Regions from separate parts of the Oryctolagus cuniculus genome. Here region 2 is linked to region 1. A link is a contact called in public Hi-C data. All regions are on one chromosome and are shown on one strand. Each heading gives the region's core, a stretch centred on a gene start, on an enhancer-like site or on the middle of the called end of the contact. The rest is flanking DNA. Distances are from core to core; before and after follow the strand shown. Region 1 holds the start of DSCC1 (DNA replication and sister chromatid cohesion 1). Region 2 overlaps DEPTOR (DEP domain containing MTOR interacting protein).

Region 1 (5,100 bases), core at 2,236-4,735:
TGGAGACAGAATAAGAACCCAAGCAGTCTGGTTGTCTGTCCTGTGCTATTCACCAACCCCCAATCCTTCCTACCAGATCCTATTTGGCTGGAAGTCACACATGCTGGTGCAGGGATCAATATTACTGATTAATTCCAGCAACCATTGGTAGATCGCTCACTAATCCAGGAAGCCAAGAGGCAGATTCTCAGGCACCCTGTGAAATACTTGTCTCCACTGCCATTTTACAGGTGAGGAAACAGTCTCAGAGAAGTGAATTCACTTGTCCAAAGTCAAGTGCAATTGTCGATATGTTGGTTATTACACATATGTATGTTCTAAGCACCAACCTGTACTCGTCCAGTCTTCAAAGCACAATGAGGTAAGTTCCATTATTAACCACTATTCTTTTTTTTTAAAGATTTTACTTATTCATTTGATTGGTAGAGTTACCGAGAGCAGGTGAGATAAAGAGAAAGGTCTTCAAACCACTGGCTCACTCCCCAAATGGCCTCAATGGCAGGAGCTGGGCCTATCCGAAGCCAGGAGCTTTTTCCAGGTCTCTGAAGAGCGTGCAGGAGCCCAAGCATTTGGGCGACTTCTACTGTTTTCTCAGGTCATATCAGAGAGCTGGATCAGAAGAGGAGCAGCTGGGACTCGAACCGGCATCCACATGGGATACCAGTGGTGCAGGTAGAGGCTTAGTCTACTATGCCACAGTGCCAGCCCCTACCCACCCCACTATTCTTAATTCAACAACTTGCCCAAGGTCCCACTCTAGTGAGGAGCAAAGTGGGGATCCACTTCCCAAAACAATGTAATGCTGACACTTGGCTGCTGTGGCTGAGCAGGAACTAATCCCAGGTTTACTTTCTGAGTAAAATAGCCTTCCAGCTTTTTCCAATATGGGCTTCAAACCTCTCACCGTCCAGAGAGCTACAAGCAGAGAGGGGAGTGCAAGTGTTCTGGGCCCCTGAAGACAGGCCATTTAAGCTGCACCTTGAAGGAGAACTTGCTTGCTGGGCAAACAGAGCTACCTCACAATTTGGTACTTGTAAAGGAAGTAAAACAGAAGTAACCCTATCCAATGGAGGCCTTGCAAAAGGTTGATACAGTAAGGAAGAGCAAAGAAACTATTAAAAAGAAAGTGTTTCAGGGCAGGTATTTGGCCTAGTGCTTCAGACACCTGCATCTCAGATACATCCAAGGTCTGGGTTCAAGGACCAGCTCCACCCCCTATATTCCAGCGTCTCACTAATGCACACCCTGGCAGGCTGCAGGTGACGGCTCAAGTAGCTGGGTCTCTGCCACCCACGTGGGAAGCCTGGATTGGTTTCAGCCTGGCCTAGCCCCAGACACTGCAGGTATCTGGGGAGTGAACCAATGGAGGGGGACTTCCTCCTTCTATCCCTGTTTCTCTGCCTGTAGAATTAATTAAAATATTTCAAATTAAATCAGGAAAGTTTTATTTTAATTTTTAAATTAGGAAATGCTCTTGATGAAAGAAAACAAGTTCCCAATTCCCTTTCATTCTGACCACACATTTAAAAAACTAACAAGGGGGCCGGCGCCGTGGCTCAATAGGCTAATCCTCCGCCTTGCGGCGCCGGCACACCGGGTTCTAGTCCCGGTCGGGGCGCCGGATTCTGTCCCGGTTGCCCCTCTTCCAGGCCAGCTCTCTGCTTGGCCAGGGAGTGCAGTGGAGGATGGCCCAGGTGCTTGGGCCCTGCACCCCATGGGAGACCAGGAAAAGCACCTGGCTCCTGGCTCCTGCCATCGGATCAGCGCGGTGCGCCGGCTGCAGCGGCGGCCATTGGAGGGTGAACCAACGGCAAAAGGAAGACCTTTCTCTCTCTGTCTCTCTCTCTCACTGTCCACTCTGCCTGTCAAAAAAAAAAAAAAAAAAAAAAAAAAAAAAAAAAAAACAACTAACAAGGAATAGAAATGCGCCATTTGCCTTTTTGTAGCGTTAAACTCAATGAATTTTGAGTTCCAATGTTTACTTCCTCAAAGTTACTGCAGCAAGCTGGGTGGTTATGGATCCTGCAGGGCCCTTTGCAAGATTCTCCTTCAGGTCCGGGAACACTGCCATAGCAGAAACCAGAAATGGACTGGGAAAGTTCAAGCCAGGAACTAGAAGGAACTGGGGCGTATGTGTTCTGGCAGGACTAGGGGCCCGCATGCAACTTTTTAGCTAAAGCACTGCGAATCTGGATTTTTTTTTTCCCTTTCTTGGTAAATTGATTTATGACCACACGAAGGGCAGCTGTGGAACCAGCCAGACCATAAGCAAAATCCTTAAACATACGGCCAAGCAGAATGACCAGAAAGGGCCGCGGATGGCATGGGGGGAATCTGAGGGGTATTGCACGCCGAGACCTGGCAAGTCTTCAGGCTGGCGACCCAGAGCCACCACGGACTCCACTGCCCCAGTGCCTGAAACGCGCGCGCTGGGGAGTCGGCACCGCAGCGGGGCAACCGGACAAGGGGCCTCCACGCCCCCTTGCGGCCCCACAGGACGCGCCAACTGGGTGACAGGAACAGGGTTCCAGAACTGTTCTCCGACTGCAGCCCCAGCCCTCGACCTAAGGCAGGCGTGGTGATCGGCCCCATTTCACAGGTGAAGCAACCAAGACTCAGGGCAGAGAAGGAGAACGTGCCGGCGAGACGAGAAACCGGAATGAAGCGGACCAGTGGAGTACAGAGGCTGGGTTCGGCTCGCGGCCCCGCACCGACCGCCCTTGCGCCCTGGGCAGACTCGGCGCAGGCTGTCAGCCCAAAGGCTCCGCAGCACCCAGGTGCCTGGCAAAGGACAGCGCGCGGCGCGTGGCGGCGAGGCTGCCCCGCGTGGGACTGCAGCAGCCGGGCTAGGGCGCCGCGCGCACCATTCGCTCCCCGCGTCAGCCCCCTCCGCAGCCCCACGCTAGTCGCGAGTCCGCAGGACTGCAGCAGCCCGGCGCGGGCGCAGCGCGGACCGTCCACGCGCCCGGGCGTCCGGCGCCCCGCGCGAGCCGCGCGAGCCACGAGCCCCGGCGCGCGTGCGCTCGGGTCTGCAGCGGGCACGGGCTGGCAATGCCACCGCGAGCCCACGGGCTCTGCCCTCGCCTTACCGTAGCTGCTCCCCGGTGACCAGGACCTCAGCCATGCGCTCCAGCTCCCTTTGCTGCACCCCGCCACTCCCGCTGGTGCTGCTGTCGCTGCCAGCGCTGCCAGCGCTGCTAGCGCTGCCGCCCCCCTCCATGCTCCGGGCCGCGCCGCTTCCACTGCTAAGGCTGTCCGGCGTGGGCTCTGCTGATCGGATCAGTTTGCCCTCACGGAGGCCTTGCCCGCCATCTTTGTTCGGGGCAGAACCGTTGCTCAGACGGGATTGGCTGGAGAGGGAATCCCAGTGGGTAGGCTCAGGCGCCCGGCGAGTCCAGCCCCTGGAACTCCAGTTTGGGGGCGTGTCCAGAACCCCGCGTGGTCCGGGGGCGGGGCCGAAGGAGGAAAATATAAACATCTGGGCGGGGCGCTGCTTGTGAGCTGTGGGTGCAGGTGGAGGTTGCTTCACGTGAGCCCCCTTTTCTTTATCCACGAAGCTCGTGCCGTGGAAACCTGAGGACAAGCCGGGAAGCTACTAAGCAAGGGTGCAGGCGATCCTGTTTTCCTTTCCATACCAGTTGCTACCGAGTAAAAAGAGTAACAGCATGCATATTCCCAGTGACCGGGGAAGGTAGGATGTGTGTGTCGCTGCAGGGCATGGAGGGATTGAACATTCTCGTGCCAACCCGCTTCACCAAAGCGGACTTTCCTTACAGGTGTACTTGATAAAGAACTCTGGGAATCATACAGACCTGAGTTCCAGTCCACTTCTCTAATCTCCTACTGAGCGTGCTTTATTTCTTGATTACAAAATCAAAATAATTGTGGCTACCACCTGTTGACACCTGCTGCAATAGAATGCATCAGACCCGTCGTTGCCTTGTTTAATCATTGGGAAAAGTCACAAACTGACTAGACGTGGATGTTCGTGTTAACTCAGCTGCGGCAGGTGAGGTCGCCTGTCTAGGGTAAACGGGTAATAAGGGCCATTTTAGCTTCAGAATCGTGTTAAAACGCTGCCTCTTAAAAGGGTCTATAATGGTATTGTCCACCTTTAAGAAAGCATGGAAGGAACTGTGCCTAGTGCCAAATAAATGTGCTGTATTTCTATTTCAGGCAGATTCCAAGCCTGGGCAGGAAGGCCAGCTGTTCATGTTGAGGTAGTGAAGAGCTATCTGTGCATTGACATTTTATGCAGCTTGTGGCAGTTTTTGCATATATGAAAGCCTCAGTACCCTAACTACAGATTAGTGTGAAGCTATTTTGAAAAAACAATGCATAATCCCTCAATTGCAGCTATGTAGGCGTTTACAGAATAAACATGAAGGTAAAAGGAATGATGAAAACAATTTTCTGTGCATATTCTGTACCAATTTTGCTATTTAAGACTATACTATCTTGCAGGTTTGCTATGCTGCACTACTCTTTTCTCATTGTTTTCAAGGAAGATCATGCTAGCCTTTTCCAATATTCAACAAAACTATCCTTCAACTTAAAATTCTTGGTAATTTCTTGAGTATTCTGTGCTTTACATGATGCTGAACCTTTGGCTTATATTGTTTGGTTTGGCCTGTTAGTATTTTTGTGTCCAAGCTACGAGTGAGAAAACATAAGGATAAAAAGGTGAGATGCCTTAATTTCACACCCAGAAAGCCAGGCAGGCCTTGCATCCTGGTTCTCAGATCCCCAGGGCCTGCTTAGCCACATTTCAGAAAGAGAACAGTTGTCCAACTCTCTCGTATGTTCAGCAGTTGTATTAGAGTTTGCCAGAAGAAATGGTCTGCTCCTTAACCTTTTTTAAATTGACCACGTTGGAAATGTTGACCAAAAGAGACTTACTTCCGGGTGAATGTGATTCTAAGAGTCTCATTCTACGTAAAAGATAGCAATCATTCCTCAGAAGTGGAAGTCACAGAGCCTGTTGTTCATGTTTTAATTCTATAATATAGAATGGGAAATAGGAACCTGTTTGCTTATTATATTGTCTTAACCTTTCGCTTGACATATGAGACACACTGTGATCCACTGGGTAGGAAGACC
Region 2 (4,958 bases), core at 1,819-4,318, 37 kb before region 1:
CCCCAAGCCATGGACACTGCCTTAATCCCATCACCTTTCATGCCAATAGACTCAGCACACCCAGTACCCATCATGCAGCTAAGCCTCACTTTACAACAGGCACCAGGCACCATTTGATCTTCACGGAGTCCACCGTGTGCATTTCAGCCCAACTCTTTATCCTATAAAAATGTTGACACCCCCCCCCCCCCGGCAACCCAGGCCTGGGTGGGCAATTCCTGAGTGTGTACTATTGAATAGTATTTCAATAAATCTTGCTTTTCTGTTTCTGTGTCTCCTGGTTGTATTCTTACACATGAGAAGACAAAAACCTGGACTGAGTCTAGCTGGGGGCCTCTTCAAACCCAGCTGGGATTCTCAACCCCCACAATATAATTCAGGGGTTCCTAGCCCCACAACACATCCTTCCACGAGCAGGAGTCTGTGCTTCACTTAGAACAGTGGGTCTTGTCGCTCCCCCTCTTCGTGGAGGAACGACACAGGACCCTGCGCTGTTCTTTCGTCTGCTCGGCCCTCCCCGGGTTTGCTGCTGGTTCTTCCCGGGTTGGCTACTATCCCTTCCACCTCCGTGGAAGGGCAGTTCCCCCTGGCCACATTCCCCACTTCCGCAGGGGAGCGGCACACCACCGGCCGGCTCTCTTGGGGGCTGCACAGGTGTTCCCTCAGATGTTCCCCTTAGATGTTCCTGGTGCATGCCGTCTCTCTCCTCCTTTATAGTCCTCCTCCGCCAATCCTAACTCGGCTGCCCACACGCCGAGTACGCTGCTCTCCTCCAATCAGGAGCAAGTCCTACAGCTTGTCAAGTTGGTGAGAGGCAGCTGGGTAGAAGCTGTTTTCTCCTCTCCCAGCGCCATATTGTGGGAGAGCAGATGCATAGAATAAGTCTTAATTCCAGTAACTTAGTCTAGTCCGAATTGTTCCCCACAGGTCTCAAGCTGGAGCACACTGTGCCCTCTTTTTACCCCTGGGCCCCAGACCTGACACAGGGCCAACCAATGGTGCTATTCAGGTGGCAGAAAGGGGCAGGGGGGAAGAAAGTCTAGTTTCCAGGTAGAACTAAAGAGTTCTGTTCGATTAGTGATCAACTTGCAAACTCCCTCATTCACTAGTCATCAGTCACCCTTAACAATCGCTGGGAAGACACAGCCCAGGTTTCAATCCAAACGATTTTATTATTCACTGTGTAACTCTGGGAAAAGCATTCGACTTTTTGTTATTTCAACTTTCTCATCTCTAAAAGGTGCTTGATAAAGTATGTCTAATAGGGTTATTGCAAGGATTAAATGAGAAGCTATGTAAAGTACTTACACAGTAAGCTCTAATAAATGTCACCTCTTGGGCTCTTATTATTATGCAATATATGTCAGTGTCAGATTTTGCCAGAAGCATAATTAAGAAGGCACTAACGATTCGTTTCAGTTAAACAAAACCAAAACCAAATGCAGTCCCGAATGAATTGGGATGGGCTGGCAACTATGAGACGGGCTGTTTCCTTTGGTTCAGAGATCAGGAAGAGGGCCCTACAGATGAAGGAGTCAGTTAAAGCATCAAGAACTCCAGGTGAGAGATGGAACGCTTGGCTGCTCCCTGAAAGCGTGCTGAGGCTTTGCTTCCGGGGAGGTTAGCTAGAAACATCTCACCTCCTACATGGTGTCCACTAAACAGGTAACCAGTACCCTGAATTTGCTGTAACTGGCAAGAACCCTCCCAATGTCACAATCCACACGTGGGGAAACTGAGAGGCGGAGAAGTTAGGTGAGGTTCCCTCTTCTCCTCTACTCCCCCCCCCCCCCCCACACACAGGGACTTAGACCTTGACTCCCTGACTGTTACCAGAATGGTTTGGAATGTTCCACAGCCCTCTGCAGGAACGCAGGCGGCTAATCTAGTGCTTTATCCAGCAGTAGCCTGCTGAGGAGAGAGCCGGCTGGACAGTGTTTGTGACAGCCTTGCAGGTCATTCCTGGCAACACCCAGTCTGGACTCACTCAGGAGGAAAGACACTGCCTTCCAAGCAGATCTTCAGTGCTGGAACTGCATACTTCTCCCCTGAGAAGAGACAGTCTCAAGACCAATTTTAGATGAAGAAATATATAAACAGAAAGATCACGTACAAAATAGCATTCAATGACTAAAACCCATCCAAAAAACTTTCCGAATGGACCTGGAAAAGGACACCAGGTGATCTGCAGACCAAGGCAGAGGTTACAGCCAGAGGAGGAGAGAGCTGTGATTGTCACAGAGCCTGCATCTCAGTTACCTGGAGGCCTTGGTAAGACAGGGAAAGGTGGGCCCCAGCTCCCACTTTCCTAGGTCTATAACAGCTCTGGAGTGGGCCCAAGACGTGTAACAAGTACTCAGGTGACACTGATGCTGCTAATTCCAACCCCACTTTGCAAAGCCCTGGGTTAGAAGCAAACAGAGCCCACAATGTGTGTTAAGGAATGAAAGGAAGAAGTGAAAGTGAGCCATTAAGAGACCCAGGATCAAGCAGATCTATGCTAGCCAGGATGTGGGTGCCCTACTGACATGTTTCCAGGTACAGCACTGGCTGCCCTCCTCCCCTTAGGCAATCAGGAACCAGTGTGTCTAATGCCTATTCCTTGCAAAAACCAACCACAGCTGAGCCGTGAACTGACTCCAGGGCCAATCTTACAGTGTGATTTTAGGACCCCTCCTTCCTTTAAATGTTATCTCCTCCCTAACTGCTTGTTCATGTCCACGCCCATCTGAGCAGGGGCTTGCCTCTCCCTTTCAATAAACAGCCACAAAAAGTGTGTGGGTTCTGTTTAAAATCAGTTCTTTGAGGAACAAAGGACAAACTCACTCACATAAGACTGTGATCAGTTAATTAGCTAGCAGAATTGATGGCATTAATTTGGTTCCTATTTCTATGGGGAGCAAATGTAAGGTAGGAAAGTTCCCAGTCCGGGAGGGAGGAGGAGGAACTTGTCCCATTGGTGGGGAAGGATGCACACAAGGGGAAGCTGACTTCACAGTGTGCAACAGAAGCCAGGTACTGCCCGTCTCCCAGAGGAGAGGAGACACCCAAGCTGTCACTCTGCAGAGTGTGGCTCTGTCTCTAGGCAAAGTGACCTAGGGGAGGTCTCTTACCCAGTTAGGACCTCAGCTTCCTGATCTTGAGAATGAGGAAGCTGACCAGATTGATCTTTAAAATCTCTCTCAGTTCTAACTTCTCTGTTTTCACAGACACCCTGATGAGCCTCCAGGGTAAATCCTCACTTACAAGATCAAAATAGAACAGACCGTTTTCGGCACATTTTGTACTGAAAGGATCTACCACAAACCACAAGGTCAGGGAGCACAAATAGCAAATTTCATTTCCTTTGGGCTTCCAAACAAGGATGAACACATTAAAGCGAATCTTGTACTAAGCATGGTTTACAAACACCATCTAGGGTTACAATCGTCTATTTTCAGCTCACAGGACAGATTTCTGAAGCTGCCAAAGTGCCACGGGCTTGAGGGGCAGCATGACCATAACATGAAAATAGACAAGGTCTCTTGGGCCTTAAAAATAATTTCAAACAGAAGTGTTATTGGGGACATCTACAGCTATGGTGGAGGCTACTTGAAGAGCATTTCCCAACCAACACACACTTATTGATCCCAATTGCATAGCAGGCACAGCTTAAACAACTGCTCATGGTGGATGAGTTCCTGTGGTTCAAGAGCCACTTAATAGAAACGGGTGTTGTTTCTTCCAAATGAAAATGCTATATTCTATTCATATAGGATTGTGTGTGGATACATACATGCACACACACATACACACACATATACACATACCAGTCCATGTCTCTATAATACACTGTAATTGAATCTACCCAACATTTCCTTTCCTTCTATTTCCTCTGTTGGTCAAATATGCCACTTCCACGTATGCTTCTGTCTCTACATTCACACTATCCCCTTTTCAGGATATGTCCTCCCTCACTTCCTACCTAGCCACCAAATTCTAGCTATCCTAACCTTTCTTCCATGACATCTTCCCTCATCTAGCCAGACAGGATCTAGTTCCCTTGCCTCTTGATTTGTTTTCTATGATGCTCATATATACCCATTAAAATTTATCTTGACTTTATTCTTATTCACATTAATTTTCTCTTCTCAACTGCACTACAAAGTCTATGAGTAAAAAAAAAAAACAAAACAAAAAAAAAAAAAACCTGCCATTCTTCTTTCATCTTCAAAGTGTCTGGGTCAGAGTTAAAGGTGAAGGCAAGGTTTGGGGTTTTCGTTTGTGCTTGAAGCTAGACAGGAAGAATCCACAGGAAGCACCAAATGCAAAACTCGGGTCTTTAGTGTTAGGCCCTTTGGTAGCAGCTTATTCATCCAAGTTGAACAGGACCCACAGCACTGCAAAGTGTTCTGCCACAGCCGCTCTAGGCATTGGCGAGAGTATCTGGACCGCCTCCATGGCTCTTTGGTTCCTGTCCTTCCATCAGGAAGAGTCTCACCTTCTTCACAGAGTATGCAGAAGCAGGGGATCGAAGCCAGACCTGGACAAGGTGTGGCTCAGGCTGGTGGACAAGCCCTCCAAGAGTGAACTGACACTTCAGCCAAGGAGTCAGACCAGGAGCCTGGAGGGAAATTGGTAGAAGGCAACACTGGTCAGCCCCAAGAACAGGAGCCAAAACTGAAGGTAACTTGTCTTGTGTTTACTTGAGTTCTGCAAGTGTCAGGTAGAGGACTGAAATTAGCCTATGTGTGTGAAAGTGGCACCAAGGGAAGGCCTATAGCAGCCTCAGAAGCATTCCTGGGAAGCAGCCCAGTATTCTGCATTACAAAGTCCTTCCCATACCTCAGTAACTTTCTAGGTGGTCCCATCTGTCCCAGTTGGCAAAGCACCCCAGGAGAATCCTCTGCCTGGAACCAAGTGGGTTACACAATCCAAAGACACTGGGTAATAAAACCTTGGAAGGAATTTCATCTATT

The links. Hi-C and Micro-C count contacts between places; a contact is called where the count stands out from the background.
Region 2: a Hi-C map of an unstated tissue shows a contact between it and region 1, with 2.8 times the contacts expected there. The contact joins the enhancer-like site here to the promoter of DSCC1 in region 1. A contact is called at or near these places in 2 of 6 Hi-C or Micro-C datasets (psoas muscle and an unstated tissue).

Annotation. Positions count from the first base shown.
Region 1 is chr6:145,637,088-145,642,187 of mOryCun1.1, reverse strand. DSCC1 (DNA replication and sister chromatid cohesion 1) reads left to right here and starts at 3,485. Exons shown (of 11, transcript XM_008255860.4): 1 at 3,485-3,691; 2 at 3,777-4,009. DEPTOR (DEP domain containing MTOR interacting protein) reads right to left here and starts at 3,549. Exons shown (of 9, transcript XM_002710752.5): 1 at 3,090-3,549. The coding sequence starts at 3,478.
Region 2 is chr6:145,673,686-145,678,643 of mOryCun1.1, reverse strand. All of the region lies in intron 1 of DEPTOR (DEP domain containing MTOR interacting protein), which reads right to left. Among named protein-coding and RNA genes, the nearest start is that of DSCC1, 37 kb to the right of the region's middle. Within about 2 kb of position 3,068, at least 1 of the 8 cell types and tissues checked has an H3K27ac peak or open chromatin away from gene starts, as enhancers often do.